Linked DNA regions of Mus musculus: all the other regions are linked to region 4. The links are chromatin contacts, called in public ChIA-PET, Hi-C and promoter capture Hi-C maps. All regions are on one chromosome and are shown on one strand. The core of a region is the stretch at or near the end of the contact, and the rest is flanking DNA. Distances in the headings are between cores, read along the strand shown. Region 1 holds the start of Kctd20 (potassium channel tetramerisation domain containing 20). Region 2 holds the start of Stk38 (serine/threonine kinase 38). Region 3 holds the start of Rnf8 (ring finger protein 8). Region 4 holds the start of Mtch1 (mitochondrial carrier 1). Region 5 holds the start of Cmtr1 (cap methyltransferase 1).

Region 1 (3,958 bases), core at 1,076-3,575, 400 kb before region 4:
CTCTCTTTCTCTCTAACTAACAAGAGAAGTCTCTACTTATTAGGATTGTAGAGGAGTTCCCCAGGAAGCAAGGGTATTGAGCTGGGGTCAGGTGACCTGCCTGTGCATCCTATAAACACTGCCCAGTAGTGTAATAGCCTTGAACACTACTTATTTATGTCTTGTTTTCCTTATGTGTAAATCTGCATGATTAAACCTTCCGTCCTTGGTTGGTGAGAAGTTTTAAGGGCTGTAAAACATCATGAAGAAATCTCAGTGTTCTATAGTATTTACCAGCAGCAGGTGCAATATTTTAGGAAATGTACTAACCCCATTAATTGAATGGACTTGTGCTACTTTTCAAATTAGCCATTATGAACAATGAAAGTTCCAGGCCTGCCAATCTGTCTTTAGGAAGGGTTACAGTCTCAGATGATGAACCTAGTTCAGATATTTGAGGATACACTTAAATTTGTTTCTTTGTTTTTCAAGACCGGGTTTCTCTGTGTAGCCCTGGCTGTCCTGGAACTCACTCTGTAGACCAGGCAGGCCTGGAACTCAGAACTCAGCCTGACTGAGGATACAGTTAAATTAAAGTGACAAAAGTCGACATTAATACACATTTCTCATATGCCTCCTATAATTGATATTCATCCAAAATCGGTGTCATGTCTGATTTAATGATATTTAATCAAAAGACAACCCTTTTACTCTTCACTATTAGTTAAGTATGTGCTATCTTGGATCCCCTCTGGGCGATGGATAACAAGTATTAAGTGTTGGCTCAGGATGGGTGAGGGGAGCTTGGAAATGAAAGAAAGAGGAAGTTGATTGTCCTGTATTCAGAACAAGAAAGGCAGTAGTTCCACCGTGGGTATGGAGACTGCACAGGGGCACAGGATTAGAAGAGGAAACTTTTGGAATGAAATTTTAATCAGTGGGTATGTTCTCTGTAGTTCCAAGGCCCAGAGATGCCAGCACATGATCTCATTACTGTGTTGGCTTTTTTGTGACATTACTGTGTTGGTGGTCGTATTTGGTTTGTTTTGAGACATGGTTTCCTCTGTGTAGCCCTGGCTGTTCTGGAATTCACTTTGTAGACCCAGTTTCCTGACTGGATTCCCTGACTTCCCTTAGTGACAGGTGGTATGGGGGAAACTGGGCAAGGTAGACCCGTCCCCCTCCTCCCCTCCCCCCCCCAGAAGCAACATAAGCCAAATAAGGGGGACCTCGATTTCCTGATCCTCCTGCCTCTACCTCCCAAGTGCTAGGATTAATGCTGTGCACACAGGTATTCCCTATATTTTTTTGCGTGGTTTTATTAGTTTATTTAGTGCTCAGCAGCAGTTTTAAAGTAGAATAATGTCAGCACTTGGGAGACAGGGACAGGAGGATGAGGAGTCCAAAGCCATCCTTGGCTACACAGCAAATTCAACATGGGCTGCGGCGTCACATCTCAATAAAATGAACTCGGACCTGGAGACGTAGCTCAACTGGTAGAATAATGGCCTAGGGTGCATGAAGCCCTGGGTTACACCAGAGCCCTTCATAATTCGGCTACGGTAGGGCTTGTCTGTAACCCTATCCATCACTCACATGGTGAAGGTCGGATCAGAGGTGCAAGGCCATACTGGGATAAAGGAGACTGTCTCAAAAAACAAAGAACACCCCATGTATTAAGAGTGGAGAGCCAGGGAGGAGGGAGAAGGGAAATAAAGGTTAAAACAAGCAAACCCCCAATAGAACGAAACACCCAAAACTAGAAGTCTGTGCAATCATTGTGATGGTGTAATCAACTGGTCTGATAACTTTCTTAAGTACAAAAGCCACAAGTCCCCGTGACCCTGAGAGATGGAGCCAGGTTCCTCCTCTCAGGTTCCCTTGTGCGGTTCACAGGAAGCAAGGCAACCAGCTTTCTAATAGTTTGCTTCCAGGTAACATGAAACCTGTAGAATCTTGTTTGCTATCGCAGATTGTTCCGTGAAACTCAAGAGTTGGGGGGAAGTTTTTGTTTTCTCTTTTATCTTGTTTTGTTGTTGTTGATGTTTTTCTGTCTTTGGGCTGCAGTTCATATCCATCCGCCACACAAAGGCGATAGGCTCATCTTTCCGTGAGCATCACGCGTTCCGGGGCGACCCAGCCTCTTTCACCTTCGAGCCTGCAGCTCGCTTTCCTGTCTGAGCCCCTTGGGTGATGGAGCGCAAGCGGCGGCGGCGCGCGTTACTGGGCCGCCCTGGCGAAGAGCCCCAGTTCCCGGCCGGCCGGGCAGGCAGGCGAGGCCCCGGCCTATGGCGGAGTCCGCGGCGGGGGCGGGGCGAGCCGCGCGGCCTTCCCGGCATGCCCCGCGGTGGGCGGGGCTCTTGTTTTGAAGGGCCGGGTGACTCAACCGGGGATCCGCGGCCAGGGCGGGGGCGCGCGGTGGCCGGAGCTTGGAGGTGGCTTCGGGGCTCGGTGTCGGAGAGCGCGGCAGCAAGCGGCCGGTGAGTGCCGAGTGACAGGGTGGGCGGGCGAGCGGGCAGGTGATGGCGCGGGCTGATGATGGCGGCGGGCGCGACGCTGCGGCCTGAGAGGCCCCGTGCGGGCTCCTCCCCGGCCTGGGGAGAAAGGAGAAGCCGGGCGAGGCTGCCGACCAACCACGCAGGGCCACCGGTAGCCCAGGCTGGGGAAGGTTGGTCGCGCTTTCCCAGAACCTCTGGAATCTTCTGTCGGTCCTGTCGCCCCTCTGTTGTCATCCCATGCTTAGTGCAGAACTGGGAGATTTTTTTCTTGCATATAAGAACTTTTTATAGCAGACAGTGTCGTCAGGCTTGCGCCATGAGGACACCTCCTCCCCTTTGTGGGAATTTGTCATTCTTTCTGAACATTCCTGGATTGGGCTGATTTACTATTTAGAAGTAAATCTAATCTTTTAAGTGAGAATTCAGCAAACGAACTAACAGACAGGCCAGGAACTCTGACCAACCAAGCTCTTTCACGGTGTCTGTTTGCTGATAGACAATTGTTTACCTAGAAATTTGAGATTTCTTTTTAAATGATCTCCCAAACAGAATGTTGGAATAATATTAGTTGTGACGAACCTTGAATTAGAACGTCAACCCCACTCCAGAGGAACAAAAACAAAATCTTAAAGTAGCAGTTCTCAAACGCGTTTTGCAGGTCGCTAGCACGGCTCCCAGAAATTAATTCTAGAAATCTAGGGTGGACCCCTGAGTCTACTAGTGCTGGCAGGCAACCACCCCGCTTGGGCCGCCTTGGTAAGCCAGGAACCGGACCTTAGGAAACCAAGATTAGCTTGGCCTGAGGACTGTAAATACTGTCTCATGTCCTTTTCTTTCTGTTGACTTACTCCTCTCCTGTCCGTAATCAGTCGGGAGTCAAGAAGCCCTGATTCGGAAGGCTGTGTGAGAAAGGATAGTGCTTTCTGGAGCCCTTACATGAGAGCAGGAAATGGCTTTTTATCCATATCCTGTTATTGCCTGGGTGGGAGAAAGATGGCGTGGATCAGGCTAACCCACCTTGTTTCTCTCAGGAGCCTGTTGGTAGGATCGTGGGAGCTTGAGCATGTCATTAGGTCTTGGCTCCCACCTCAGCTCTCTGCTTTCCTTCTCATGGTATCAGCCAGGGAGTGCCCGGAGCCTGGGGGGTCTCTGATTCCCTGGGATGTGCCAGCATCAGTAGTATTTATGGGCTTTTAGTTGTGGGTATCAATTCACTAGCTACAGAATATCTGAATGATGCCTAGCTTACACAGTACAACTGAAGTAAGGCATGTTAGAGACAGTATCCCAAGCGTGGCTCAGAATTCCCTTGCTGTCTGGCAGAAATGAGGGTTGGATGACCTCCACATCTGCCAAAGGTGTTTTCTACATCTTGATGTCTCTTGAGACTCCACAGGGATATTAAAGGTAGCCATGAGGGTTTGGCGTTTTTCTTGGCTTTGGTGGCTTTGGATGTCTGGCTACTTATTGATGGTTTTGTT
Region 2 (3,898 bases), core at 406-2,905, 340 kb before region 4:
TCCAGGACAGCCAGCACTACACAAAGAAACCCTGTCACAAAAATACATTAAGGAGGGGTTGGGGATTTAGCTCAGTGGTAAAGTGCTTGCCTAGCAAGCCCAAGGCCCTGGGTTCGGTTCTCAGCTCCGGAAAAAAAGAAAAAAAAAAAAAATACATTAAGGAAAAAAAAAGGGCCAACCAGAGCGAGCAGAGGTCCTAAATTCAATTCCCAGCAACCACATGAAGGCTCACAACCATCTGTACTGCTACAGTGTACTCATATACATAAAATAAATAAAGAAATCTTTAAAAAAAAAAAAAGGAAGAAAGGAAGGAAGGAAGGAAGGAAGGAAGAAAGGAAGGAAGAAAGAAAAGTAAAGTCACAAGTCACAAGTGGGCTGGTCTGTGGAGGCATATTCCTTTAGGAGGCAGAGACAGGAGGATCTCCGTGAGTTCTAGGCCACCTTAGTCTACAAAGCAAATTCCAGGCCAGGCATAGGTACACATTCAGACCCCATCTCAGACAAAATGCTCCATTTGTGAAGTCCACTCCCGGGAGTGGAGAACATGCCTGATGTTGAAGTGGGTGTGTGTGTACACTGGTGTGCTGTCCAGAGTCTGAGGACAGAGCCATCGGGTTAGGAGGAAGCTGCTATCTGATGTTTGGGTGGGGTGGGGCAGGGAGCTATTCTTGCAGCGATGTGGTTTGTTTTTTTTTGTTTTGTTTTGTTTTGTTTTTTTTGTTTAGGGAAACCGTATGTACTGGCTACTTCACAGCCAAGGTGAGCTGAAGGAAGAGGAAGCAGTGAAGCTACTTCACGCCGCTGACCTTCCTATTCATCTTGAAAAAGAGCAAGATTCCCCTATGTCTCTGGGTCCTTTGCAGGGCGCCGCTGGCAGCAGCCGTTATGCGCTTTCTGACACACTTTTCCTCCGACTCTTCTGCCACTTTTCCCTGTCCTCCAGCTCGGTCCCTTTTCTCGAATTTTAACAGTCTGCAGTCCACGGGCGGGGATCTTAAGGTGAGGGGAAGCCCGGTACCCCCTGATCGCGGACTAGGGGGACAGCCTCCAAGGTCCCACACCTACCCCGGGGTGGGGGGAGCTCTCGAAGTGCAGACACCCTCTGGTTCTCTCATCCTAAGGTGCAGAGTGGTACTGACCGAGGTCAGAGGGGACGAGCCGGTGGCAGCAGACACACAAAGCTGGCGACTAGGAAAGGAGGGAGCGGCTGCCTGTCCCGGTTGAGGACAGAGGCGTAGAAAGAGAGGGACGGACAAGGGGGCTCTGGGGACCACAGAGAGAACGCTGACAGGAGCCCTGGAGTGCACAGGAGCTGTGGGACGGCCGGACGAGGCGGCAAGCCTGAGGCGACGGCCGGGAGACACTCACCAGACCCAGGGGGGAGGGAGGCGCGGGGCCGACGGCTACAGAGACGGCGCAGACGCGACGTGCGGGCGGCTCCAGAGCGACCGCGACACGCCGGGGACTCCGAATGAGCGCAGCTGCCGATCCGCGACAGGACAGGACAAAAGGAAGAACCCCAACTGCCGGAAAAGACGGCGGCGCGGAGGGGCCAAGGCTCCCCCGGTACCCCCTCAGACTGTGGAGAGGGGCCGCCGCGGCTGAGACTGCGCATGCGCCCCCCGCCAGCGGCGCTCGCCGGGCAGCGGGACTGCGCGTGCGCGGCGGCGCCCCGCCCACATTTCACCCCTCACCCGACTGCGCCTAGCCGAGGAGGCCCTACGAGTGCAGAGCGGGGCGGGCTCCCTGGTGGCTTTGTGATGGGCTGGACTAGCTGGCCTTTGTTATGTTACTTTTTCTTTTGAAATAATTATAGACTCGCCAGAAGTTACAAAACGAAAACCTGGAAGTTCCGTAAAAGCCAACACCCACCCAGCTTCCCTCAAGGTCTTACATAAGGCACCGGGCTCTGCACCCGGAAATTAACATTGGCTCTCTATCAACTAAACCAATGCAATCAACTACCGTGACGGGGATTTAGCATTTGGCGTGCACTCGCTGGATGATGTCTTTAGTTCTCTGAAATTTAATCTGAGTTTTACCCCATCCTCCTTGACTTCAGATCATTGTGGCCATAAGTCTGTTGGAACCCGTGGCCCTTCCTATTTTTCGTTATTGTAAAGGATTAACGTGCCTTTGTTTGGGATCAGGTGATCTCTCACACCTAACACCTCTCCATTGTGCACAACTTAAAGCCTCTCATTGATTTCCAGAGAACTGAGCCCAGTGCCCTCGATTAGAAAGTTTTAAAGTCCTGAAAAAACGATGAATGGCTCCCTAGAAAGGAGTCCTCTGGGAGCAAGCGAGAAGAGAGCTCCCTCCTGTTAGTCACTTCCCAAGCCGCCCCTAGTAAGTGTTCTGATTTTCCCTTTTCTTTTATGTTTTTTTGTTTTGTTTTTTGTTTTTCGAGGCAGGGTTTCTCTGTGTAGCCCTGGCCGTCCTGGAACTCACTTTGTAGACCAGGCTGGCCTCGAACTCAGAAATCCACCTGCCTCTGCCTCCCAAGTGCTGGGATTACAGCAGGTGTGTGCCACCGCCACCACCACCACCACCACCACCACCACCCCCGCTTTGATTTTGGTTTGGTTTTTTTTTTTTGGTTTTTTTTTTTTTTTTTGGTTTTTCGAGACAGGGTTTCTCTGTATAGCCCTGGCTGTCCTGGAGCTCACTTTGTAGACCAGGCTGGCCTCGAACTCAGAAATCCGCCTGCCTCTGCCTCCCGAGTGCTGGGATTAAAGGCGTGCGCCACCACCGCCCGGCTGATTTTGTTTTTAATTGCATTGTAATTATTGAATTCATTATCTTGCTAATACTTTTTTTACTTTTTTTTTTTTTTTTTTTTGCCTCTTAAAATTTTTTTGAGACAGTCTTATGTAGCTCAGGGTCTCAGGGTAACACAAACAACGTGTTGCTGAGGGTAAACCTTGAACTCTCGAAATCCTCCTGCCTTAGCCTCTCAAGTCCTGATGTGGGTTACATCATGTCTCTCATTTGAAAATAAATTCCCAAGCAGGGGTAGTGGTGCCTGCTGCTACTTCCCCCTTTCCTCTTCCCCACAGGGCAACGCTCATCAGCTGACTCTGAGTACTTTTTCCAACACAGATCCAGAATGGGGCTTGATGTGCAATGGCCTGGTGCTTCTCAGGCACTGGTGTGCGTTGGCCTGGTGCTTTCACTGTGTGCATACAAATAGCCCCCTAAGACTATAGGGGCTGGGTAGAGGGCTCAGCAGTTAAGAACATACAGAGAGTCGGGCAGTGGTGGTAAACACCTGTAATCCCAGCACTTGGGAGGCAGAGACAGGCAGATTTCTGAGTTTGAGGCCAGCCTGGTCTACAGAGTGAGATCCAGGAAAGCCAGGGCTTCACAGAGAAACCCTGTCTCAAAAAACCAAAAAAAAAAAAAAAAAAAAACAAACAAACAAAAAACCACACAGTGAGTGCTCTTACAGAAGACACAAGTTCAGTTCCTAGCACCCACATGATGGCTCCCAACCATTTGTAACTCCAGCCTCAGGAAATCTGATGTAGATGTGTTTTTTTTGGCTACTTTATAGGGTTCTTATATATCTACTGCCCTTCCAATTGTCCAACACTAAATAGGACAGAATGAAACTTAGAGGGGAAAGGGGACATAGACCTCTTTAGACTGCTCAAGGGCATTCAGTTCCTTGGGGGCAAGTCTAATCTTAGTTGTCAGAATAGCTTCAATCCAGCAATAGCAGGAGAAGCAGGGTTGGGGGAGGAAGAAGAGGAAGAGAAACCAGGAGCAGGGGATCCTCAGCCACTCCAGGCCCTCTCAAGGGTCTTGCATTTACACTTTCTCAAGAGCCCTTAGAAGGCCATACTAATAAACGATCTGAATCTGATTAAAATAAAAATCACGCCCCTCCTAG
Region 3 (4,053 bases), core at 716-3,215, 270 kb after region 4:
GAGTGCTGTCATTAACATTGCTCTCTGTAGTAACAATTTTGTAGATTTGGTTTCTTTAAAAAACAAGACAAAACAAACAAACAAAAAACCAAGGGGCTGGAGAGATGGCCCAGCAGTTAAGAGCACTGACTGTTCTTCAGAAGGTCCTGAGTTCAAATCCCAGCAACCACATGGTGGCTCACAACCATCCTTAAATGAGATTTGATGCCCTCTTCTGGCGCATCTGAAGACAGCAACAGTGTTCTTACACATAATAATAAATAAATCAAAAAAACAAAACAAAACAAAAAACAGCCGAGTAGTGGTGGTGCATGCCTTTAAATCCCAGCACTTGGGAGGCAGAGGCAGACAGATTTCTGAGTTCGAGGCCAGCCTGGTCTACAAAGTGAGTTCCAGGACAGCCAGGGCTATACAGAGAAACTCTGTCTCGAAACAACAACAACAACAAAAAACAACATCAGGTACGAGAAATGGCACATCAAGATGAGCTGCTCATCCAGAGGACATGGCTTTGGTGCCCAGCACCCACATGATGGCTCACTATCTGTTACCTCAGCTCCAGGGGATCTGATATCCTCTTCTGGACATCACAGGCACTAGGCACACGCGTGGTACATACATACATGTTGGCAAGACACATACATAAAAATAAACCGAACCAAAACAATCCATAAAAATAATAAACTCCAGTTCCAGGGGATCCAACAACCTCTTCTGGTTTCTGCAGCCATTGGGCATGCACTTGGCTCAGAGACATACATGCAGGCAAAACATGTACACATATATCTTTTTTTTATTTTTTTTAAGATTTATTTATTATATGTAAGTACACTGTTGCTGTTTTCAGACACACCAGAAGAGGGCACCAGATCTCATGATCTCCTTTCGGGTGGTTGTGAGCCACCATGTGGTTGCTGGGATTTGAACTCAGGATCTTCAGAAGAGCAGTCCGTGCTCTTAACCGCTGAGCCATCTCTCCAGCCCATACACACATATCTTAAACACCCAAACTTCAGCGTGGAGAGAGAAGGGAGAGTTTCATCTCCCTAGCCCCTTCAAGCCCATTTCCATTCCTTCTGTACCCTGTATGAGCCCCAGGTAATGCGATCCATCTCTACAGATTTGCCTGGTATAATTTTTAAAGATTCAGAAACAAAATGAGGTCATGAAAAACAAATAGATGCTAAATAGGAATAGACTGAATCAACCTTAAAATGATCAGACTTTTCTAAATCACTCAAAAGTGGGTTATAATGGGGTGGAGGTATAATTTAGCTACAGAGTACATCCTTGGCTGTGTGTTCAATGTTCAGAATCTCCTACTCCCAACCCAAAGTAGGCTATAGTTCTCAATAAAATGGTTATGGCCGTCATCACCGTGTTATAAAGCAATTTTTGTTTGTTTTGTAGACACGGTCTCATATCCCAGGCTGGCCTCTAACTCACTGCATAGCGGTAGATGCCCTTGAACTCCTCATCCTCCACCACACTCTGCCAAAGGAAAAAGGGGTGGGATACAAATAAAGGTTCAGGTTCATTGCTGCTGGATCTGGGGTACTGGCTTTGGAGAGCGCAGAGAGGAAAGAAGGTATTGGGAAAGTCATTATTATACTCACGAACCCAAGGAAAGAGAGTGTTTCTGTTGTTTACTATAATTTTTAATCTATAACTTTTAAGTGTTTATTACTCTGCGCGCACACAGGCGCGCGCGCACACCCACACCCACCCGCTAGGGTGCGCATTTGGAAGTCAGAGGCCAATTTGAAAAGTCAGTTTTCCCCAGCCACCATATAGGTGAAGCCTGAGCATCGTCTCCACGCTTGCCAGCAAGTAGCTTTACTCGTTGAGCCATCCTCCAAGTCCTAAAATCTATGCTTTAGTTTAGGATTTTGTCCGCAGCAGACGTTACGCTCGTCCTTCTTCAGGCTCACACCTGCGCACTTCCCGCCCGCCTCCCGCTGCGCACGCGCACTGCCCGCCTTCCCAGGCCTGGGGCGGGCCCGCGCTCTCAACGCGGTCGATCCCCGGGCGATTGCTTCTGTCTTGTGTGTAGATTAAGTTGCGCGAGAGGAACCTCGGAGGCGGCCGGAGCTCAGGCTAGAGGTTGGCTGGTTGCTGAACGCTGCCCCAGTGCCGGTCGGGCCATGGGCGAGCCCGACCCCTTGGTCTCGGGGCAGCTCGCGGCCCGCCGGAGCTGGTGCTTGCGGCGGCTGGGGATGGACTGCGAGTGGCTGCAGCTGGAGGCTGGGACTGAGGTGAGGGCGAGAGGCCTGGCGAGCTGCGGGAGCGGGGGAAGGCCGCGCACACCGGTCGGCGGGGAGGCGCCGAGGCAGCGGGCTCCGGCCACCTCAGGGCCCGGAGGGACCGGGCCGCGAGGCCAGGCGAGTCCGCGGCTTGAGGCCCGAGCTGGAGGGCGGCTGCGCGGGAGCGGGACCCGTGCCGGAGCCGCTGTAACGGACGCGGGCCTCCCAGCGAGGAGAAGGATGGGGTCGAGAACAGGCACTGTCCCAGTTAAGGGTCTATCAGAGACGGAGAAACTGAGGCAGAGGCGTCCCCACTGATTCCTAGGAGTGGCGAACCTGTCTAGGGAGTCTGAAGATGGACGCCTGGAAGGCTGCGGAGGGCGTGGACTCTCTGGAGTTGATTTTAAGTGTGATCAGGAGTTTAAGGGTAGCATGCCTAAACCCCTCGAACTGTAATACTGAAAATAAAAGTCTTCCATTCCATCTCCGAGGGGAACTGGAGCGTCGGGGTGGGCCACTCCTGAAGTGGGTCAGCCTTCTCTCCAGAAACTGCTCACAATGTAAAGCTGACTTAAAAGGCCGGTGCTGGGGATTGAACGCAGGGTCACAGAACTTGGAAGGCAAGGACTCTACCAAATGAGCTGTATCTGCAGCTCCACAAACGCAAAATTAGAAACAAAGACAAAGTGGGAGGAACAGTTCTAAGTGGGGGAGAGGTGCTGGGTGCTGTTGTGGGCTTTCAATCCTTGCAGTCTGCTCTGGAAGCAGAACTGGGTCAGGGATGCGCTTGCAATGTAGAATCCTTGAGGTTTTGGAAAGCCTGTACAGTACTGAATGTTGGTCATGTGTACTGGCTGGTCTTTTGTCAACTTGGCACACAAACCAGAGTCCTCTGAAAAGAGGGAAACTTAATTGAGCAAATGTCTCCATAAGATCCAGCTGTAAGGCATTTTCTTAATTAGTGATTGATAGGGGAGGGCCCAGCCCATTGTGAGTGGGGTTGTCCCTTGGCTGGTGCACCTGTGTTCTATAAGAAAGCAGGCTGAACAAACCAGTCAGCAGCACCCCTCCATGGCCTCTGCATCAGCTCCCGCCTCCAGGTTCCTGCCCTGTGTGAGTTTTTGTCCTGACTTCCATTGATGAGGGACTGCACTTCAGAAGTGTAAGCTGAAAAAAAAAAAAAAAACCCAAACCCTTTCTTCCCCAACTTGCTTTTTGGTCATGGTGTTTCCTTGCAAGAATAATAACCCTGAAACATCATATAAGATAAATTCAGTGAATTGGTAAGTTCGGTTTTTCTGATAAGCTGCATATTCTCAATTGAGAGGCGAATGTAGGGATTTATGGTTTGAACCAGGGGAAGAGAATTTACACAGTGAAGGAGCCTGAGAACGTCTGGGTGGGCCAAGGTGTGGCTTATTTAGTGATATTCTAGAGCAGGTCCTGCTTTAAATTAGGCATTAGAGGGCTGTTTATTTTTACCTATGAGGTCTTACTATTTTTCATCTTCATTAATCTGATCCCTGAGCATTTACTAGTCTCTCACAACCCTAGAGGGAAACTTAAGTGTTGACTTGTTCACTGAGACTCAGTTCTGTGGACTAATCTATTACTCCTGGCTAGTTGGGCACTCCTGGAGTAACGAGGGCAAGAGGACCGACCGTAAAGCACTATTGAACATACTCAGTACTGTTCCTTTGATCTGTGTGGAATTACATCTATGGGGCAAGACTCAGACAAACCAAGAGAAAGCTGAAGACTGAGGGCCTTGGGGGCCTGTGTGTAAGGGAAGCAAGCCTGCCTGGTGACC
Region 4 (3,970 bases), core at 1,452-3,951:
ATGCTGCCCACCAGTCTTATCAGCACAACTCCAACCTGATCCTAAAACCCGAACCCTCAACCGCACATCCTCACGGCTCTCAAATCTGTTGAGTTTATCGTCTTATGTCTACTGGGTTATCAAAGGTACAATGTGAGCCGAGGTCACGGCCTACTTGATTTGTCCTCACGTCATGCTCACCTAGATCTGTTTCTAACTGTCCTAACCACAGCCAACACCGTGATCCCGTACCTAACACCAGCAGAGCCAGTTTGCCACCTTCAATACCTCTGCCTGCCTCCACCCCCGCCCACGAGTCTTGATCTGAGGCTCAACATCTAGCCTGCACACCTGTTCCCTGCAAAACACAATCTGTTATTATTGTTGCTTTTTTGTTCAGTGTTACCGATTACTAAGCTATAGCCATTAAGCTCCCTGAAGTTGTCACCCCCAACAGAGCTCTTAGGCTTACACCCCCCTGCCATCTAGTTCCCATCACCCTTTGGGCTCCCCTTCACTCTCTAGGTCCCTCTCCAAAGACCTTTCATTCTTTCAAACCCCCACACTAATGCCACCATGCTCCCAATGATAAGCCACTTCCCCTGTGTCCTCCCACACTACACCCAGAGCCCCCCCGACCCTCTCCGCCTGCCATCCTAAGGTCCAGCATTTGATTCTCACCCCATCAGCTCCTAGCACCTCCAACTGCTCAACTCAGATACCTGCAAAGCCCAGAGTCCCTCCTAAGCTGAGGCTTGCTGTGGCTGCAACACTATGTTGTAAATACACATTCACATGACAGTAGGTCAGTGCTGGTCTCCAAATCCCCCTTTCAGCCGTCTCCAAATCTCTGCACAATTTGATGCCCAATGGCCCTGACAGTATCTTCTCATTCCTTATATTTCTAGTTAAACTCCAAATTCTAGAATCCCCATTCCTCAGACCCCAGGGCTTCAGCAACTCCCATTCTTTGTTTGTTTTTCTCGAGACAGGGTTTCTCTGTGTAGCCCTGGCTGTCCTGGAACTCACTCTGTAGACCAGGCTGGCCTCGAACTCAGAAATCCGACTGCCTCTGCCTCCCAAATGCTAAGATTAAAGTCCTGCGCCACCACTGCCCAGCAGCGACTCCCATTCTTAAGGCCTTCTCATTCCAAATGTATTTCTAATTCTCTCAGTTCTATGACAAGGATAGTACAATAATCTTCACACTCACTTGCCTTAAATCAAACCTCAAATCTTAGCTGGGTCTCCAACTCAATCCTCACCACCCATCCCCCACTCCTTTGGAAAATGCTAGGCTTCATCTTTGATTATCAGTCTGAGCCTGAACCACGCCAATCAAAACTCTCCCCACCTCCATCACACACCCACCCAATTCTGCCAAATGCACAACACCTCCTTCCAACCAGATCCCTCCTCCCCCTTTACCCTTTCCTCATCCTCTATTGGAGTGAATTGCTGCCAACAAGCAAAAAAGCGTTTAGGTGCCCAAGCATCCTTGAATCCAGACATCCCTACCTTTGCTCCAGCTTTGACAACCCTTACCTATTGTGCCTATCCCCATTTTCTGCCCATTCCCAACCCACGCAGACACAATTACTTCAATTCCTTCCTTCCTCCACTAAATGCGTCATCCCATTCTCCCCTTCCCCCTAAAAGCCGCCTCCTGGCTCCCCTTTCCAGACACCGCTCCACTCCCCCCCTCCACCAATGCGGAGGCCCCTCCTCCCACCAAATCTGTCGTCGCCATCAAATCTACAGGCTCCTTCTCAAGTAAACCGATAGCTCTTCCCTGCTGCATTCTTTCCCTCTGAAATTTTTGGCCCTGCTGCCCACTCCTTTGTCCCTCAAAGCTTTCATCCATCTCTATAAATCCAGAGCCCCGCTGTCCTCTGCCCCAAATGTACTCACCTTCTAAACACGTCGCTTTTGTACCCAGCCAGCCCTCATCTACCCATTCACCAAAACTTCTCGGCCCTCCCCCAATCCTGTGGCTTCTTTCCGCACCCCAAATCCATTACCCTTCGGAATTTCAAGCTCACTGCCTTCGACTACTTATCTCCCACATCTCATCGCCTTTCCCTGCACCCCCAAATCCCTTCCTACCCCACGTCTGTCACTCACGTCCCTTCGCTCCCTCCCAGCACCTCCAAATCGCTTCCTTTCCCACGTCAATCACTCAGATCCCTCAGCCCCCTCCCTGCACCCCCACACCGCACATCCCATCCACATCCTCCCGCCGCGCCCCCCGCCCCACCTGGATCAGCAGCTTCACGTAGAGCAGCGGGTGACTGAGAGCCGTCACGCCCGCGCCCAGCGCCACGAACAGCGCCTCGGTGGTCGGGGCGTTGTCCCCGGAGCCCGGGGCGCCCGGGCCGCCGTCCATCCTGCGCGCCGACGGCTGAGCCGCGGGCCGAGGATGGCGAGGGTGCGCGCGGTGCGCGGGTGGCGGGTCCCGAGCGCGGGCCTCGACTCCGGCCGGCGCGCCGCCCCGAGCTCCTGCACCAGCTCCGGCTCCCGCCATCCCCGCGGCGCCGCCGGGAGCCCAAGGCGCCACTTCCGGGTCCGAAGCCCCCATGGCGCCAGGCGTGGAGGTCACTCCCCGTCACGTGGTGCTGGCCACGCCCCGAACGTCAAGGGGAGGGTCCTGGCAGCACCACTCACGCCGCGGGGCGAGGGGGCATGGCGGGCGGGCGAGTGTTGTTCCTTGGTGCTCCCGGGCCCGCCTCCTCCGGCCCGGGGCGGGTTCTTTGCAGCTCTGTGCCCGCCCCTTTGCGGACCAGGCCAGTCACCGCAATCGTGCCTACGAGTCTCAGTCTGTGTGCCCTGCTTCTGCACTCCTTCAGCACGATCCCGGGACCTGTGTAGAAACCCCTCAATAGTTGAGTAACTCACAGCTGCTGAGGGCTGGGAGCACTCTTTGCCTGTGCACTTATGAAGGCCCGGTGCTGGCTGCGTTTAGTTACTAAATAACTAGGCCTGGGAGAGCTCTAGTCTAGTGCCTGGAGCATAGTGCTACGCATGCCTTGAGAGCAATTCTTAGGGCCACCTTCCAGGAAGGTGCTTACTCCAGCCGGTGATTTGTTTCCACCTCTGAACAAGCACAGCAGCTCTCAGCTGGTCTTGAACTGCCCAATAATAGAGTCTTCTGGTAATGGACCTCAGAGTCAGCAGGGACCCTTTGGTCCCTAGCAAGGGACCTTGTCCTCTTGCTAGTTTGCAAGGAAGGTCTTTGGAATGGTCAGATATTTGCACCCTCCCTGATTGCCCGTGGTGTAGGTTTTACCTCACGTTCCTGACACTTGCCCACGCAAATACTTTCCATCTGTGGGCTTTTCCTCCGTATTGTCCCCAGTGCCTTGTTTTTCCGATCTGTATTTGACTGTCCCCCATTGGACCGTGTTTTTGTATGGCCCATTCCGAATGTGGCTCCCTGTACCGTACTACCGTGTACTGTACTGTGTTGTATCATATTGTATTGTCTGGCATTAATATCTATCTTCTATCACCGCAAATATAGGAATGCATAGAAAGTATATCTTCAGGGAAACCATTCCTAAGGGAATGAATGAAGCAAACAAAGTAACAATCCAGTGCAGTGGCACACACCTGTAAAGTAAGCCCGATACTCAGGAGGCAGAGGCATCAGGATAGGAGTTCAAGGCCAGACTGAGCTGTGCACCATGCTACATCAATTTCCTTGGCTGCAATTGATAGCTGGCTGTTAGCAATCACAATTCTTTCATTCACATCTTAGTTACTAATATTATCTCAAGATACAGATCACACTGTGATTATAAGTGTGTGTGTGTGTGTGTGTGTGTGTGTGACAGAATGACTTCAAAGGGTTACAAAGGCCACAAATCTCAACAATTTGAAAGAGTCCTTACTGGAGGCAGAGGCAGAGAAAGCCACTTCTGAGGTTAGATATTAACCAGTCCATCTGGAGAACGGCTCAGGAAGGGCAGAGCTGCTGAGGGCTTGCAGGACT
Region 5 (3,723 bases), core at 313-2,812, 310 kb after region 4:
AGATGGTTCAGGGGTTAAGAGCACTTACCGCTCTTCCAGACCTGGGTTCAGCACAGCACCCACAACTATCTGTAATTCAAGTTCCAGGGGATCCGATGCTGTCTTCTGGCTTACAAGGGTACTATATGCATGTGGCATACATACATACGTGCATGAAGGACACGCATACACATAAAATAAAAATAAAATCCTTTTTTTTTTTAAAAAAAGCAGCATTATGGGAGAACATATGTTGACATTTGAAGTCTCGGGGTTTAAGAGACAAACGCAGCTGAGAATGTCCAACAAAGTTATATTGGTCTGAAAATGGGAAGAGGAGTTAGAGTTACAGCCCATCTCAGTGCATATGGTCAAATGCCACAGATGCCATTATTTCTTTTAGTCTGAGGCATTGAGAATCAGATCTAGGATCTGGTGTGTACCGGACGAACAGTCTTGACACTGAGCTATGCCTAGTCCAATGTTAAATATGTCCTATGGAACAGGAACAGGTCTTTGACCTTGGCCAGTTTGTGTCTCTGACTGTATTCTTTTTTGTTGTTGTTGTTGTTTGTTTTGTTTTTCGAGACAGGGTTTCTCTGTGTAGCCCTGGCTGTCCTGGAACTCACTTTGTAGACCAGGCTGGCCTCGAACTCAGAAATAGGCCTGCCTCTGCCTCCCGAGTGCTGGGATTAAAGGCGTGTGCCACCACGCCCGGCTCCTCTGACTGTATTCTTAAATCTATATAATGACGATACTGTAGTAAGCTACCAAACTAGTTACGCCATGTTGTGAAACACTTTCTAGGATTTTTTTTTCCCACTTTCCAAGTCAGGGTCTTACAATATATCCCTGGCTGTCCTGGAAGTAGCTATGTAGACTAGGCTGGCTTCGAACTCACAGAGATATGCCTGTCTCTGCTTTCTGAGTGCTGGCATTAAAGGTGTTCGACACTACCACCTAGCTCCTAAGAATACTTTCATTGCTAAAACTATTTTGGGCAAAAATTCGTCTCCGGTCACTTCGACCAGTCATTAAATCTTATGCTAAACTGGTCTCTTGATCAGCCATAAATTTCTATACCATGTGATTGTGATTCTGACCTAAAGGTTAACTGCCTGACCATTTAATTGTTATCACTCTGCTTCTGAAAAGAAAAAAAAAGCAATGTTTGCTTGTTGCACATGTTTGGAGCTGCCTTTCTGTATACATCACAGTTGCAGTCCTTGTCTTTAAAATGTCGAACAAACTGGAGGTCCGAGGGTGCTTCCCGCTCCTCTGCCTGAGACAGCCCCACCGGTGGTAATAAATAATAAAGACTCCACATGATTTATTAAGACATCTTGGGAGTTTTCCTTCTTCAGGTAATCCATAACAAGATGAATAAACTGAGGTGAAGTATTGATTTCCCTTCTTTAGGGCGAGAGTAGACAAGGGTTATTTTCCTAGTGGCTTTTCTCTGCCCCCCCATTCTTTCGCGGTCCCCCTTCCGCGCAGGCGCCTCGGGTCCTGCGCGCTGTGCGACCTGGGCAGTTCCCCAGGGCCAAGCCTGAGCCCAGCGGGGGCGGGGCTGGCGGGCTCGTGACGTTATCAAGCGGCGCCGCCCGCGGGGCGGGTTCCGAGCGCGACCGCGCAGCTAGCCGGCCCTGCGAGGAAAACGAAAGTGAGGGAGGAGGAGGTTGCAGGGCCAGCCTGGGCGGCGACAGTGGCGGCCTGGTCCCTCGTCTCCGCTCGCCGGCTACTCGCCCCATCCCCTCAGCGTGAGTGCAGGCGCGCGGCCCCGGGGGTGCGAGCGGGCGGGCGCACGGGCACAGCATCCTTCCCCTGCGGCGGCCGCTTTGCCCGCTTTCGGGTAGCCTCTCTCTGCTCCTGCCCCCTGTCTTGTCCCCAGCAACCTCTCGGAGCCGAGGTTGCCGCTGCTGCTGGTCGCCGCGCACACAGTATCACACCTGACGTTTCCAAAGGAGAAGCTCCGTCGGGGAGATGGCGTTCCCTTCTTTCCCCTCTGCATACGGGGGTTAGCAGCGCTTAGAAGTGCCTGGTCACAGCGCGTCTGCCATTGTAGGTCACTCGATAGCCCTTTGGCCTTCCCCTGGCCGAGGAAATGAGAGGATTGGCTTGGATTCCCTGCGAGGCCCCAGTCGAAGGTGCTGTGGTGGAGGGGGACGTTCGTATCTGCCGCCTTGCCCTTCTACAAAGCTGTTTCCTGTTCTCTCACTTGCCCCATCGCAGACCACACTGAGTTCCCAGTGGCACCCCCCACCCCCGCTTCACCCACACCCACCGGGACGACTTAAGAGTTAAATGAGACCCATTTTATGTGCTGTGAAGCCTCAGCGATGAGCTTTCCAGTAGGCTCACCTATCTGTGATGTCAAGTAAAAATGTGGCTCCTCGGGCCTGGCTTTCTGTTGGCTCAGTCGCCTGGCTTTCCTGCTTTCCTCTAATAGGCACTGCTACTGTCACTTAGGAAATTGCCACCTGAGATTGGGATGATCGTACATTGGGTCCACAGGTTCATCCTCGGGCTGGAAATACGGAAACCTTTTGCTAGGTTTCAAGGGGAGGGATTGCTATATCCCTTCAAATTCCATTACTTTCTTACCTCGACTGCTGATGCTCATTCTCCCTCCACCCCAGCAAATATTTTGAAATAAGTTGAACTGGCTCTGATTTTCATAGACAATATTGAGTATCAGTTCATAGTCAAAACAACACATGGTCTTAAAACTATATGTCTGACTCAAACGCCAGAGAAGTCTGTTCTTGTATCCCAGCGTCCCTGTTCCCCAAAGATACCAGTGTACCTCCAACTTTTAAGTCTTTTCTCTTTTCTGAGTTCTTTGAATACACTACTTTTCCTGAAGATTTTGTAATTTTTTTTTGACTTTTTGAGACAGGGTTTCTCTGTGTAGCCCTGGCTGTCCTGGAACTCTGTAGACCAGGCTGGCCTCCAACTCAGAAATTCGCCTGCCTCTGCCTCCCAAGTGCTGGAATTAGAGGTGTGCACAACCACGCCCGGCCTGTAATTCTTTTTTTTTTTTTTAAAGATTTTTTTCGACTGTTTTAAATAGGCATGTGGGTACCTGCATAGGCCAGAGGTGTCTGTTTCCCTGGAGCTAGAGTTCTAGGCAGTTGCGAGTTGTCTGGTGTGGGTGCTGGGAATTGAATTTAAGACATACACATGTCTCCAGCTCCTCGTCCTTTTTTTTTTTTTTTTTTTTTTTTTCTTTTTTTAAACTTTATGCTTCTCATAAACCAGCTCCTGGCCATCGAGGGAAGCTTTCTGTTCTTCCATTTTTCCCTGTGCAGCGCTGGGCTGGGATCCAGGGCCTTGCATGTGCAGGGCAAGGCTCTGTGGGAGAGCGACATCCTCGAGCCCTTGGAGTTTGCTGCAGGTTCTCTACAGGTTTCCTCAGACTCCTGAGTATTAAGACAGAGGCAGGTGCCAAGTGCACCCAGCTCTCCATTCCTTATTGTGGAGTTGTACTTGTATTCTTAAAAATTAATGTCAAAATTTTTTTTATAGAAAAAAAAGTCATTTGTATCCCATTACTAAGTCATCTGTTGTCTCTTTTACCCCTCTTGGCTGTCACTCAGCTTGTACTTCCATGCCTTACGCTGTGCTCTTTCTTTTTTCAAAACAGGAAACAGGCCAAATCCCATCATTTTCCCCATACATAATAAGATCTTCATTGTTCTGGTAAAGATGATGAAAAAAAAAATCATTCTCTGACTGTCCTTG

The links. Promoter capture Hi-C pulls out the DNA fragments that hold promoters and counts their contacts. Hi-C and Micro-C count contacts between places; a contact is called where the count stands out from the background. ChIA-PET counts read pairs in DNA pulled down with a chosen protein or histone mark.
Region 1: a contact with region 4 is called in a Hi-C map of rod photoreceptor, with 2.6 times the contacts expected there. The contact joins the promoter of Kctd20 here to the promoter of Mtch1 in region 4. A contact is called at or near these places in 2 of 39 promoter capture datasets (cranial neural crest and pre-B cells), 2 of 484 Hi-C or Micro-C datasets (embryonic stem cells and rod photoreceptor), 4 of 115 datasets of contacts at active chromatin or transcription factors (bone marrow-derived macrophages, effector CD8 T cells, epiblast stem cells and 1 more) and 1 of 9 other capture datasets (liver).
Region 2: an RNA polymerase II ChIA-PET map of effector CD8 T cells shows a contact between it and region 4, with 12 read pairs. The contact joins the promoter of Stk38 here to the promoter of Mtch1 in region 4. A contact is called at or near these places in 1 of 39 promoter capture datasets (hippocampal neurons), 4 of 115 datasets of contacts at active chromatin or transcription factors (effector CD8 T cells, embryonic stem cells, memory CD8 T cells and 1 more) and 2 of 9 other capture datasets (adipose tissue and liver).
Region 3: a contact with region 4 is called in an RNA polymerase II ChIA-PET map of memory CD8 T cells, with 30 read pairs. The contact joins the promoter of Rnf8 here to the promoter of Mtch1 in region 4. A contact is called at or near these places in 2 of 39 promoter capture datasets (erythroid cells and liver), 2 of 115 datasets of contacts at active chromatin or transcription factors (effector CD8 T cells and memory CD8 T cells) and 2 of 9 other capture datasets (macrophages and pancreatic islet).
Region 5: a promoter capture Hi-C map of liver shows a contact between it and region 4, with 3 times the contacts expected there. The contact joins the promoter of Cmtr1 here to the promoter of Mtch1 in region 4. A contact is called at or near these places in 4 of 39 promoter capture datasets (fetal liver, liver, pre-B cells and 1 more), 2 of 115 datasets of contacts at active chromatin or transcription factors (extraembryonic endoderm stem cells and memory CD8 T cells) and 2 of 9 other capture datasets (adipose tissue and pancreatic islet).

The regions. Positions count from the first base shown.
Region 1 is chr17:28,950,111-28,954,068 of GRCm38.p6, forward strand. Kctd20 (potassium channel tetramerisation domain containing 20) reads left to right here and starts at 2,326. Exons shown (of 8, transcript NM_001356300.1): 1 at 2,326-2,459.
Region 2 is chr17:29,006,340-29,010,237 of GRCm38.p6, forward strand. It overlaps Stk38 (serine/threonine kinase 38), which reads right to left and starts at 1,656. Exons shown (of 14, transcript NM_134115.3): 1 at 1,372-1,656.
Region 3 is chr17:29,612,824-29,616,876 of GRCm38.p6, forward strand. It overlaps Rnf8 (ring finger protein 8), which reads left to right and starts at 1,966. Exons shown (of 8, transcript NM_021419.2): 1 at 1,966-2,255. The coding sequence starts at 2,145. Gm28043 (predicted gene, 28043) reads left to right here and starts at 1,966. Exons shown (of 28, transcript NR_132314.1): 1 at 1,966-2,255.
Region 4 is chr17:29,345,231-29,349,200 of GRCm38.p6, forward strand. Mtch1 (mitochondrial carrier 1) reads right to left here and starts at 2,702. Exons shown (of 12, transcript NM_019880.4): 1 at 2,237-2,702. The coding sequence starts at 2,557.
Region 5 is chr17:29,659,033-29,662,755 of GRCm38.p6, forward strand. It overlaps Cmtr1 (cap methyltransferase 1), which reads left to right and starts at 1,563. Exons shown (of 24, transcript NM_028791.6): 1 at 1,563-1,739. The region is part of intron 7 of Gm28043 (predicted gene, 28043); the gene reads left to right.